Linked DNA regions of Rattus norvegicus: region 2 is linked to region 1. A link is a contact called in public Hi-C data. All regions are on one chromosome and are shown on one strand. The core of a region is the stretch at or near the end of the contact, and the rest is flanking DNA. Distances in the headings are between cores, read along the strand shown.

The links. A called contact is a pair of places that touch in the nucleus more often than the background predicts.
Region 2: a Hi-C map of Schwann cells shows a contact between it and region 1, with 5 times the contacts expected there. The contact joins the enhancer-like site here to the promoter of Trim11 in region 1. A contact is called at or near these places in 9 of 12 Hi-C or Micro-C datasets (the A7r5 cell line, the Rat2 cell line, Schwann cells and 6 more).

The regions. Positions count from the first base shown.
Region 1 is chr10:44,255,332-44,261,820 of GRCr8, reverse strand. It overlaps Trim11 (tripartite motif-containing 11), which reads right to left and starts at 3,947. Exons shown (of 6, transcript NM_001399546.1): 1 at 3,401-3,947; 2 at 436-531. The coding sequence starts at 3,805. It also overlaps a transcript of LOC102555997 not described here.
Region 2 is chr10:44,586,579-44,592,923 of GRCr8, reverse strand. No RefSeq gene overlaps it. Among named protein-coding and RNA genes, the nearest start is that of Wnt9a, 3.9 kb to the left of the region's middle. Within about 2 kb of position 2,538, at least 1 of the 93 cell types and tissues checked has an H3K27ac peak or open chromatin away from gene starts, as enhancers often do.

The DNA of each region.
Region 1 (6,489 bases), core at 2,698-5,197:
CCTCAGACCTCAATCTACCACCCTTGGCTACCCAGACCAAGATCCACTTCTGGGACCAACCACACTCAGCATCAGTTACATAGGCTCCAAGCCTAGCCCCAGGTGTCAGCCAGCCAAAGATGCTATCCCACAGCCAAACAGACTAAATCTACCCCAATGCCAAATATCTCCCTGACTCCTAAATCTACTGCTGGAGACCTCCCTGTACCTAGCCTGTCCCTGACACCAACCAAATCTACCCTTGGGAATCCTCCTGTCTGTTCCCTCTGTAACCCCGAACTCAAGCACGCCAGGGCCCCAGAGAGGTACTCAATGCAGGTATCCTATATTACTTACATGTACGCACACATTCCAGCTGGCGTGTCTCAGTGAGGCTAGTCTGGCAACTGGCTACTGATTCAATGATCCCTCCCTCAACCCAGACCCAGCACCTGCCTGCCACAAGGCACAGGTTTCCTCAGCCTGGGCTTGGAACAGCATCGCATCCTCCATTTGTTTCCGCAGGTGCTCCAGTGACTTCTCCAGCCTCCCCTGGTGGGATGGAGACCAGGCGGTGCCATGAGAATCCCAAGAGGCATCAGGCCTATAGGTAGGGCCCAGACATAGAAGTCTGTCTTTCCCCTCCCAACCTCCTATCCCACCCTCTTCCCCATTGGACCCAATGAAATCTGCCCTGACAATGGTAGATACAATGCCCTCTAACTAGCAGGCATCCTCCTGATTTGGCGGGATCCCCTCTAGGACCCCTCCCCTTTCCCAAATTCATTGAACGTCACAGTTGAGGTTTCTCCTTATTATTAGTTCTCAGCCCCATGACCCTGAGCCAGCCCTGCTCACCTCTGCAGATAGCTTGTTCTGTGCTCGGTAGGAGTGTCCAGGCTCTCTCAATAGGACACAACTACCAAGCTGGCACTGAAGACCCAGCTTTTCTCCCTTCAAGACACTGTCCCCTCCTCTTTCCATCTGTGGTCACAAGGGTCACCCAAGGCTAAGGCTTGAGTGTTCCCCCCACCCCCAATTCCACCACCAGGTGGTGGGCTAGACTTTTAGAAGGTGACTGACTGGGACATGAGAGTAAGGTCCTCTGGATGGGATTAGAGCGTTCCTGCTCCTTCTTCTGGAAACAAGAGAACACACCAAGAAGGCAGTCGCCTGTGAGCCAGGAAACGGCCCTTAGGAGACACGTCTTGACCCTGGACAGCATGCAGGAGCGTGTGTTCATAGCTGTCTGTAAGATGGGAGTGGGGAATGTACCATGGGAGTTCAAACTAGATATGGCTTCCCACAGTGCCTTTCCTCAGAGCCCCTCAGGGTCGGGCTGTATCTTCCCAGGCAGGACCCAGTCCTGTTTCCTTTTCCACTCTCCTGCAGGTTTGTGCATCTCGGAATAGTAAACACCTCTATACATGCTTGTCTCCTCTAGGGTCTGTGATATCAATCCAATCCTCATCACCTCCAGGCCTGGGCGAGGTGCTGGGGAGATCCTGAAGTCAGCTCAGGAAGAAGGGGTGAAATCTAGCTGCTATGGGGGCTCAGCCCTCATCGGGGCTGTGGTAGAAGCCACAGGCCTATCCCAGAGGCTGCCTTACTTTTGAAAATTCAGGCCTATCCCATCCATCCACCCCCATCATCACGTACACCTACTGGTTGTGCCCCAAGCTCTGCCTGAGTCTTTCCAGTGTTTGCTCCTGGAGCCCTGGACCTTGTGTACTCGAAGAAGTGCCTTATCGCGGAGTTTCATCTAGCCCTTTTTAAGTTTGCAATAGGGTCTTACACTGGCTTTGAATTTATATAGGCCCTGAACTTTGATTTTCCTGCTTCAGCCTCTATAGTAGCTGGGATATCAGACAGAAGCAACCACATCCAGCCATTTTCTCTTTTTTTTTTTTTTTTAATATTTTCATTATTTTGCTCATGTATGTCAGCAAGTGGCATGTGCACTTAAGTGTGCATGCCTGCAGAGGCCAGACAGGTCAGATCCCCTTAGAGCTGAAGTCACAGGCAGCTGGGAACTGCTCAGCACAAGTGCTGGGAACTGAACTCAGGCAATCCGGAAAAGCAGTAAGAGCTTTTAACTGCCTGAGCCATCTTGCCAGCCCCTATCTCAATGCTGAAGTCAGGAACGGTAGTTTAAATGGCTGGGCAGCAGAAGCAGCATGCGTACGTGTCCGCAAAGGCCTCAAGCACTAGTTGCATGCAACCCTACCATTGGTTAGGGTAGGGTGCAGACTTCCTTCCAGGAGGCCCTGGGATAGGCCTGGGCTCTCCCCTCAGCTGCCAGTTCCTGCCTATGTGAACCTTCCTCCCATCTCTTTGGTTCTGCTGGAGGATGGAAGGTTCCCCTCTGGATACTCACTCATGGCCCTGGGGCCAGAGGCCAAGAATGAACCTGTCACCAAAACCATGTAGGCCAGCCTGGCCTAAAGAACTCCCATCCCAAGCTCTAGTGGGTGGAGGAATGGCTCACTGTAGACCTCACTGGTCACAGGTAAAAGCTATCTGCTGATTTCCGGGTGTCACCAGAAAGCAGGTGGTGTCGCCACACCCACATCTGCTCCTGTGAGGCTATGGAGGTGAGGCCACTGAACAGCCACCGATGCCTAACATGCAGAAGACAGAGATCAACTCTACAGGAGGGAGATTCTCTCTGCCCTTGGCCTATCTCCTAGTCAGTTCACAAGGTCTCTTTCTGGGATCCACACCTTTTGGGATAAAAGGCCTAGGGTAACTGTTCCTCTTTGGTTTTCTTTCTCTTTTCTTGTGTGAAGACCTATGCAAGAGAAATTTAATGTGTTACTTAAGCTGTGGCTTTTCCTGCTGATCTGTCTAGTCAGTTTGTTAAGTTCAGTGAACCTGACAGGGTAGAGGACAAAGGTTTCCTTCTTTGGCAACAGAGTAGCTTTAGTGTTGTCCCTTCGGGGCTTATCATGTCACTTGTGGCACCATCAAGGGGCCTGTGGTGGCAGGAAGGTAAACCTGCTACAACAATTGTTAAACGGGTATGGACCAAACAACAGGAAAAATTACAGGGACGATCTCTAGAAGCTCCAAACCTTTGTGCTAAAACCCAAAGCAAAGTTGACTTGGTGCCTGGTTTATTCTGGTTACCCGAGTTCATGCTGTGATGGTAACACACTGGTCAAGTATCAACTCTGACATAGGCCAAACTGTTGATCTGCCAGTAGGCCCCTTCACAAGTTTTCCCAGCTCAGTCAGGACTGACTACCAACACCTGGTTTTCCCAGAATGCCGGTGCATCTCATCCTGGAAGACAGGCTAAATCCTGACCCCCTTACAGGATCAAGTTAACTGTAACTCACACTCCCTCAACTCTGGGCAGGGCAATAACCGGACATCCCTTCGCACCAGGCATGGGCCGGTTGCACCCGATGGAACGCACCTTGAGGTCGTCCGCCGCCTCCTGCAGCGGTCGCACCCGGTGAGCCCAGTGCTCCGAGCGCTCGCAGGTGGGGCACAGCAGGCTGAGGTCGTCGCCGCAGAAGGTGGTTAGCGGCTCCCGGTGCGCCGCGCAGACGCCCTGGGGGACGGGCGAAGGCGGGTGCAAGCGCCGTGCCATTTCTGCCATTTTGGCGAGCGGGCGGTTGGGCCGTAGGTTCCTCTGCGCCGACACCTCGCGGCACTCGGGGCACGCGTACGGGCCCTCCGGCTGGCCCCAGCAACGTCGGATGCACTCCCGGCAGAAGTTGTGGCCGCAGTCAGTCATCACTGGGTCGGTGAAGTAATCAAGGCAGATGGCGCAGGTGGCCTCCTCTTGGAGGTTGGTGGACAAGTCTGGAGCGGCCATGGTGCTAGCGGCTGCGCCTGGATCAGGCTCTTCGTGGTGCCGGGGGGCAATCAAGCTATTCCGCAGAGAGAGCGCAGGAGGAGCGGGCCCGGAGCAGATAGCGGCACTCTTAGCCTCCTGGGTAGTGGGTACTTCCGGCACTGGGCTCGCAGACTTCCGCCGGAATAGGAACCGCGGCGGAAGCAGAAAACTGGCTTTTATTATTCTTTTAGAACCCGCTTTTGTCTTGGATTAGTCGCTGTTTACCACACGGCTCGGGAATGGGATCGAATTATAGTGCAAGAGATCGCATTTTCATGGTGACAGTTTTCCGCAGGTGGTGTCCCCGCTCCCCCAGACCCGGGTCCTGCCAAATTTGGCCGTGGGTTCTGTAGGTGATCTTGGGCATTGTGTAAAAAACATTTGCCTGGCAATAAAAAGCTGATTGGCCAATGAGCTTAGGCAGGCAATTAGAAGGTGGGATAGCTGGAAAAGAGGGTGCGGGGTGGATGCTGGGATCCACACAGGCCCCAGAAGAGCCGATGGAGATAGCAGCAAAAACTGACGACCAGGTAATCAGTTACATGTGACAGAACTTAGAATAGAATAACAGAATGATTAATTTATGCCATAGTCAGGAAACAGCCAAAGTTTATGGTGATGACCGACTCCGGCCACAACTTCTGCCGCGAGTGCATCCGACATTGCGGGGGTCAGCAATTTAGAAAAGTTCTGGACAGCGGCAGGGAACTAGAAAGCCAGGCAGGGCTCCTTTAAGATTTCCCGCAGCGGCTGGCTGAGCACTTGAGCAACTGCGGGTAGCAAGCCGGAACGCACCCCAGCCTGTGTAGTGCGGCGGCCCGGGCGGTCCTACCGCGGCTGCAGAGTCAGGCAGCGGCTTGCTACGAGCCTCTGGTGTGTCCCGCAGGTGAGCAACTTCTCAGAGCTGCACTAGCCAAACGCAGTTTGCGACCCAGAGCTGGGGAAGTAGGCTTGGCTTCCGGCCGGTGGCTGCAAATAAAGACCTAAAGCCTTTAGACCGTAGGCTGCAGTTGGGGAAGACCTGGGTAGGGCCAGCAGAAGGTGGAACCAATGGGCAGCCTCCTGAACTGAGCTGAGTGGGTGAAGTTAAATGCCATAGACACTTGCTGGTCTGTGGAGCCTGCAAACTAAAGGGCAAAAGAGACATTTTTTTCCCACAGCTGCTGTGGAACTAAAAAGCCCCAAACTTCTGAACTGGTAAGGAATTAAGTTTGAAAATAAAAGAGGAAAGAGACTAAATATAAAACATGATAGATTATTTAAAATTGGGAAGTCGAAGTCCTTACGGAGTTAGAGATTAAAGGGAAAAATATTTTCCATGTTAAAAGTGGAAAGAGACAAAATGGCACAGGGCATCTGGAGTGCGTATAATTTCACAATACACATCAGCATAGAAATTATTTTTTTTAATAACGGTTAAAATTTTATATATCCTTTTAAAAAGAGATCAAAAGAAAACAGACTTAGATAAGACTGGAAGATAGAATTGTAGGTAGGTTATAGGCCTTAGAAAATTAGAAAAAATATAAATGAAAATGAGGAAATTTTTATAGTAGTAGAGATACAAGAGGAGATATGAGAAATGGAGACAAGCCATAGAAGAGAAATTGGAAAGATTTATAAATAAAATGAAGAAAATACTAAGATAGCAGAGCTACAAGTAGAAAAATATAAAAAAAAAATGGAGATGGGCCTTAGGAAAAAAATTAGAAAAAATTAGAATTGAGAGAGGTAGTGAGATAGACAGAGGAAGGCCAGAATGTAACAAGCACCAGCATGTAACAAGACTGAAAAGGGCAGTCTCTATCTGTTAAAAACAAAAAAACAAAAAAACCTGAAATCCACAGGGTTATCAAGAATTTGAGTCGGAACTTACAGAGGCACAGGATTTTAAAGTTTAAGGAAGCAGTAATGATCTGTGGCTTACATTCACCTTATGTAATAACTGGGCCACACAACATCATGTAATCCAAACCACTGGAGATTTGATGCCAGCCATCTTAGGGCCTGGCCTTCAGTGACAATGGCTGACATGATGGAAAGATGAGGCTTCAATCATGAATCCACAAAATAGGACAAGAGGCATTGATATTGTCAAGGATCAGTTACTAAGGGGAGGTCCCCGTATTGGGAATTGAGAGTACAGATTTCCCTTGATGATGCTGTCCCAAAACAGTGCCTTATAATAACCTTACATGCATGGGATGAGGTTGAACAACAGGGTAGAGTTCAGTCACTTATAAAGATAACCCAGGGTTCAAATGCCTTCCACTGGCTTTTTACAAAGATTAACTGTGGCTCTAAGTAAAGCAAGGTCAGATCCAACTACTAGAGGGATTTTAATTGAATTGTTAACTCTTTTAAAAATGCGAATGCTGAATGCAAAAAGGCATTTAAGGTCCAGATCTGTACTTTATACATGGATAAGAGCTGCTGTGGATATAGAGTTTAATACTGACAGTCCAGTTATGCTGGCACAGACACAGCACAAAAAGCCTGTGAACCAGCCTGTCGTTCCCTAAGGACTGGAAGCAAACGGTTCCTAAAGGATACCTTCTTCAGTCATCACGATTCTGGGAGGAACTTTCCCTTGAAATGTGGAAGGCTTGGCAGGAACCGACTGGATGTAAGGGTTGGGAATGCAGGTCATCCAAAGAAATGCA
Region 2 (6,345 bases), core at 1,289-3,788, 330 kb before region 1:
AAACCTGGACTAAGACGCAGAGAAACACAAGTGCCCAGGACACCCAAGAGACTGTTTACAAGTCTCCTGACATTGGGGGAGGGGCGGCTTATTCAGGGACGATTCAAAGTGCTGGAGAATAGGACTGAGTGATTGGGTCCCGACACATGCCCACCACGTGTCAACCTTCGGTGCTGGAGACGCACTTATGTGCAAGACAGTGACAGCACACACACCAGAGGCAAGCTAACGAAACTCAGGGTCGGCTAACACTAGTGTGCCTCCCTGACCTGGGCTTGCAGGGGCAAACTCCATGCCCTGGAAGGCAAACCTCTTTACCAGCCAGCACCTTCTGAACTTAGAAGGGCTGATTCTGGATCGGAGACCTCCAAGTCTGAGAGGTTTGAGCTCCTCTGGGAGGCTGGGTTGTCTAGCTGTGCACAGCAACTGCTCAGCCACCTGTCACTGCTCCAAAGGAAAGCAGAGGAGGAAATGAGCGCAAAAAAAATCACATCAGCCTCCGCACTGGTCAGAGCCAAGCAGGTTACTCCTGTGGGTGTGGACCACCCAAGTGAATATACTCTGTCCTGACTGAAAAGCTTCCATATGTGGTGGGTGTGTGGCTGGGTGAGGGGTCAGGAGAGCCCATCAGTTCCTCTCTGGGCCTTGGTTTCCCCAATCAGAGGCCCATTTAACTGCAGTCAGAGACTCATATCTCTCCCCATTGCTAGGAACCCTCCCACACCCTACAGAGCCACCCAATGATGCTTCTGCAGCAAAATGAACCCAGAAGGCAGCTCCAGCCATCCGAGCATTGGGGGGTGGGGGTGGGAGGCTCAGCATCAGGGAGACTTCCACCTTCCACCTGGAGGCCTGGCTCCCGCCCCAAGGAAGAAGCAGGAGACGGGAGACCCTGAGCGATGACATATTTAAAGGCACGAGATTGCTTCCAAGAAAAATGATGTGTGAGATTGTAAACGGGTGTCGCCAGGCACTGCAGGCGATGCATATTCAGTGAGAGTGGAGCTGGCACCTTGGCCACCCAGCAAGTGCTGAGGAAGGAGGCAGCAGCCGGGCAGCCCAGGCACAGAGAGGCCCGGTTTCGGCCCTGGACATCTATGGAGATGAGTTGCTTGCTAATGAGGATGACCCAACTTTTAGATGCTAGGGACAGTTCTGCTTTCTTTAGTTTTGGGTAGTTCTGATCACAGCAATGGGAGGTGGGGCTAACCTATCTCTGAGTGACCTGTCAAACTCAGAACCCTGGCCTATCTCCTGGGCACGAGGGCATGTGGGTGGCAGGACTCATGCTAGCACAAGGCCATGCCAGATCTAAGTCTTAGGGCTTTCCCAGCCTTCTATTTCCATTGATGGGGTAATGGCAATAGAAGGTGGATATACACCCCATGTCCCACCTTCAACAGGACTTCAGGAGATGGTGAGTGCCACAGCACACTGTTACCTGCATGCTGCTCACCCAGGGCCATAGCAGCCTCGCTCCATAGCACCGGAAAGCCAAGGTGTCCCCTCTCTCTCAGACCTTTGAGTTGCTTCTTCATATAGGGTCTTGTACTACTATGCTCTCCCAAAGGAGCACCCAGTCCCACTATATCTGTCCAAACAGCCACCAATCAGCCTAGCATCTGGGAGAAGAGGGCCCCAGCCCCATGCAGGATCTGCCACATGTGTCTGTGTCTCTGCTGAAAATAGGTAGAAAGGAGGGAGAAGCTCAGGGGAGGGGGCACTAAGGGACAGAGGTCCAGGAAACCTGTATCCCAAAATGGAACAAGAGGGCTTTTCTGGGGCTGGTCAAAATGCAATGCCCAAAGGAGCCACTAAGTAGATAGAAAGCAAATTCTGATAGAAGAGCTATTAATAAGCATCGGGTACTAAGCTGAGCCCTCTGAGTTTGGCAGAGCACACGTGCCCAGGGACAGGCAGCAGTGGAGAAAGGGACACCCTCTCCCTCCTCCTCCTCATCCCTCCTCCATCCACACTCTTTCTTACCACCTTCCCTTCCCCAGTGTAGGTAATCTCTCAGCTTTGCAGAGTGTGGAAGGGCAGGTCAGAGCAGCTGAGTCATGCTCTTTGATGGATCTTTAGGCTTGAGCCCACTTACAGGCCCAGAACCCCCCAAATTAAGGGAAGATCGGGTCCCCTTGAGAAAGGACCCAGCTAGTTGCCTATGTTTACACAGGTATTCTCTCAGCCTGCCTCTCGGTTCTTTGCCAGAGTGACCAACCATGAGAGGAAAGGAAATGGTCAGCTCATCCTTTTTAGAGTCTAGACTCACATGTATTCTCAGGGTCCTGAAATGTCACTGCCATCCTCTGAGAATACAACAGGCTTGAGAGAGACAGGTGACAATGCTGTCTTAGACTCTGTGGACCCAATACCACCCTGCTGCCATTTCCCAAGTCTAGGGCTGCAAAATATGCATAGACAGTGAGCAGCAGGACCCACAATAGGCAGGAAGAGATTAAGGTGGTGGTATTTATCCTGTCCTGTATACTCACTAGGCATTTGAAACTGGGAGAACCAATCTCGGGTGGTCTGGAAGGAGTGGGGCAAGGGGCCACTTATCAGGAAACACTGCCTAATTGAGAAGGTTGGGCAGGGGTCTCCCTGGGGGAAAAAGCAAAACCATGCATGAGTCATTTGAAATGAAACTGGACAGAGTGTGAGGAGAAATGAATCCACCCAGATTGCCAGACATGGACAGAATGAGCTCATGGCTGTGATAATGTGTGGTGTGATGTGTGATGTGTGTGTGTGTGTGTGTGTGTGTGTGTGAGAGAGAGAGAGAGAGAGAGAGAGAGAGAGAGAGAGAGGGAGAGAGAGGGAGGGGGTGGGAATGGGTAGGGAGAGAGGGGGAGAGAGAGAGAGAGATCAGGCACAGAAGCTCGAGCTCGCGCGCGCGCGCGCGCACACACACACACACACACACACACACACACACACACACACACAGCGTGATTCCCATGCTGGAGCCATGCCTGGGTAGCTAAACTGCAAGGCCACACTGCCCCCTGCCGCTCGGTAAGAGAATGACTAGTGCCCTAACCAGCGTCTTGGCTACTATCCCAGCCAACATGTGCATACCTACAGTCTGGACAGCACCAGCCCAAGTCCCAGCTTGGGACAGATGCCAGGCTTGGGACAGAAAAACATTAATCTACACCAATATATCCTCTGGGAGATGAGTGTGAAGAATTTGTTGTTTTTTTCTTGTCTCCAAGACATTTATTAAATTGTTTTTACTAGACGATCCTCAGATACAACTCCCAAGCCCTGTTTTTCTGTGGGTACTGGCTAGGGCGCAGAAAATGGCTTCCTATTTGATGGGCATTTCACCGCTGTGTTCCTCAATGCTTGCTCTGCCAGGCAGGAACTTTCAGTCTTACCTCCTGCATCCCAGGGAAGGATGGTCTTCGTTTTGAAGCCCAGCACATCTGGCTGAGCACCTAGTGAGAGCGGCGTTGATAGGATCTCCACTGTGGGTCACCAACCCATCCACAAACGTCATGGTTTCTGTCCTTGCTGTTCCCCTCATCACAACCTTAAAGCCCTTGGTTCTGCCCTCTTCGGTGAACCATAGAATAGCATAACTTGGAAAGGCCCTTCTATCTGCTTCTTTTCTTTTATTCTTCCCCCTTTCCTCCTCCCTTTCCTCCTTTCCTTTCTGTTATTGTTATTGTTTTACTGCCCTTGACCTCACTATGTAGCTAAGGACCTTACATTTTTGATCTTCCTGCCCCTCCTCACAAATACCAGGATTCGTTGGGCATTGTGCCATCTTATGCAGTTCTTGGCACCGAGTCGCATGCTGGGAAGTGAATCTCCATACCTCCCTCCAGACCCCCTCTCTTACATATCCCAGGCTGTCCTTGAACCCCTGATCCTCCTGCCTCCAGCTGAAGTGCTGAGATGACAGCTGTGCATCATTCTACCCTGCTTCCTCCAGAGACCTTCTGACCACAGGCTCTGCCTAAGTAGTGCACACACACCTTCCACGGCTGCTCTTCCAGTGTGAAGTCCCATCGGCCCTCAAAGACGTTGCCGCATTCATCAGTAGTTTTGGGTTTTTTGTTTTGTTTTTTACTTTCCACTGTTTCATACGGTTGTCCTTCCATGTCTGAGGGAAAGGGAGAGACATCTATTGCTTGCCGGAGCTGATCTGGCCGTTTGGCTGTTGTGGAAGACAAAGTCAAAGGCTACCGTCAGATGTCGCTTCTCTGGAGATCTTGTTTGTGTGTTTGTTTTTGTTTTTGTTTTAAGATTTATTTTGATTTTACAGGTATGAGTATTTTGCCTGCATGCATGTGTTTGATGTCTTTAGAGGGTAGAAGAGGGGGTCAGATGCCCTGGAACTGGAGTTACAGACAGTTTAAGCTGCCAGGTGGGTTCTGAGAGCCCAGCCTGTGTTCTGTGCAAATGTGAAAGCACTCTTTTCTGCTGGCCAATCTCCTGCTCAACTGTGTATCTTTTTATCTCATCCTAAGGGTCTTCCCATCCCTGTCTCTCGTGTCTCCCCAGCACTGGGATTATTAACTTACACAATGTTTGGTTCTTCCTGCACAGCAGATGCCTTGCTGACTGGGCTCTCTCCCAAGCTCTCTCTCTGGTTATTTCGTCTTCTCTGGGGAGGTCCAGAAGGAGCATTTGAAGCCCTTGGGGAAAAATGCTGAATTGAATTTGGGGTGAGCATATCCCCCAGGTTTATGTGTTGAGATCTTGGCCTTCTAGGTAGGGGTATTGGAGACCATTAAGAAATGATGCCTGAGGACTGGAGAGATGGCTCAGCAGCTAAAGAACTCTTGTTGCTCTTGCACAGAACCCAGTCTGTGCTCACTGGAGGGCAGCTCCCGGCTGTCATTAACTCCAGCTCTGGAAGAGCTTATGCCCTCTTCTGGCCTCTGCAGGCACTGCACAAATGTGGTGCACAACCAGATAAAAATGGAAAATATAAAAATAAATGAAAAGAGAAAGAAGGGATACCTAAGCCAGGCTTGTGGGCTAACTCCTGGATTCTCTTTATATAACATGTGTCTTTTCTAACCAAGATGACATTAAACGAGAAATCAAATAAGTGTCAGCTGGGTGTGGTGAAACATTCTCATAATTACAGTTCTCAGGAGCTTGGAGAAGGAGGATTGCAAATTCAAGGGCAGCCTGGGCTACAGAGTGAGATCCTGTCTCAAAAATATGTTGTTTCGCCTTTCCTGGTGGCACAACCTTTAATCCAGCACCCAGAAGGCAAATTCAGCCTGCTCTACATAGAGAGCTCCAGGGCAGCAGGGCTGTATAGTGAGTGAGACCCTTCCCCCCCACCCCAAAAGTGGTCAAGTGGAAAGTGACTTGTTCACCGGTACTTAGAATGGGAACAGTCCCAGAGCACTGGTTTTAGATCCCTCAATCTCTTTGGCTCCTGCTTCCCAACAAGATCTCTTCTGCCTATACAGGTTCCTGTCATAATTTTAACTTCCTTCTCCAGAGGCCAGCTTGGCTGCCTGACGCTAGGGTTTCAGGCTCCCACACTGCTTCTAGGTAAACCTCTTTCCTTCCATAGTCTCCACAGAGAAACGGGCCAATCAATTCAAGAGGGAAGGGAAGGTAGGAGAGGTATGACACCCACCCTAAGGAGAAGCAGAGTTGCAGAGCAGGTTGAGGAGATGGGTTGAAGGATCTGGAGGGGCCAAGGGCTCAAGTTCAGAGCACATTGTAGTGGGTGGGAGTAGGGGCTACATCAGTAGACAAGAGTGGAGCCTTTCTGGGACGTAGTGTGCAAACAGCAAGCACTGAGTCCTTTCCGACGTCTCCATCACATGGCTGTTCTACCTTCTGCAGATATGAATTTTTTTGCCTCCCCTCGTCCCGTGTCATTATCTTTTCCCTGGAGCTAGCTCTGGGCTGGAAACATTCCTGATGACAGAGTCAGAGTTAGCCAAGCACCTGCCCCACACCAACAAGAGACAACACAGCCCTTGCAGATGCGGCTTGCACCTGCCTCTAACCAAGCTTATCTTGGCCAGGTGAGGCCCACAACTTAGTTTTTGATCTGGTCAAAACAAGCTGCGCCCCCCAACTTCCAGGGCTGTGGAGACAGAAGGGTCTCAAAGCTGAGCTCACATCCGAAAGACATATCTGGCTTTCTCCCCTGCCCTTGAACGACTCATCCACAGGCTAAAAATGGAAGGGTAATGTGACACCTTAGCTTCCCTCAATCAAGAAAGATGATGGTCTATGAATTGGCCAGTGACTTTCCTTCTCCCCTGTCTGCCCCTTGCCCCACTCCTATTCCCTATGAAAAGGGTCCACATAATCAACCTGCATGGGAAAACCTCTCCCTCAGACTCCAGTGACCCC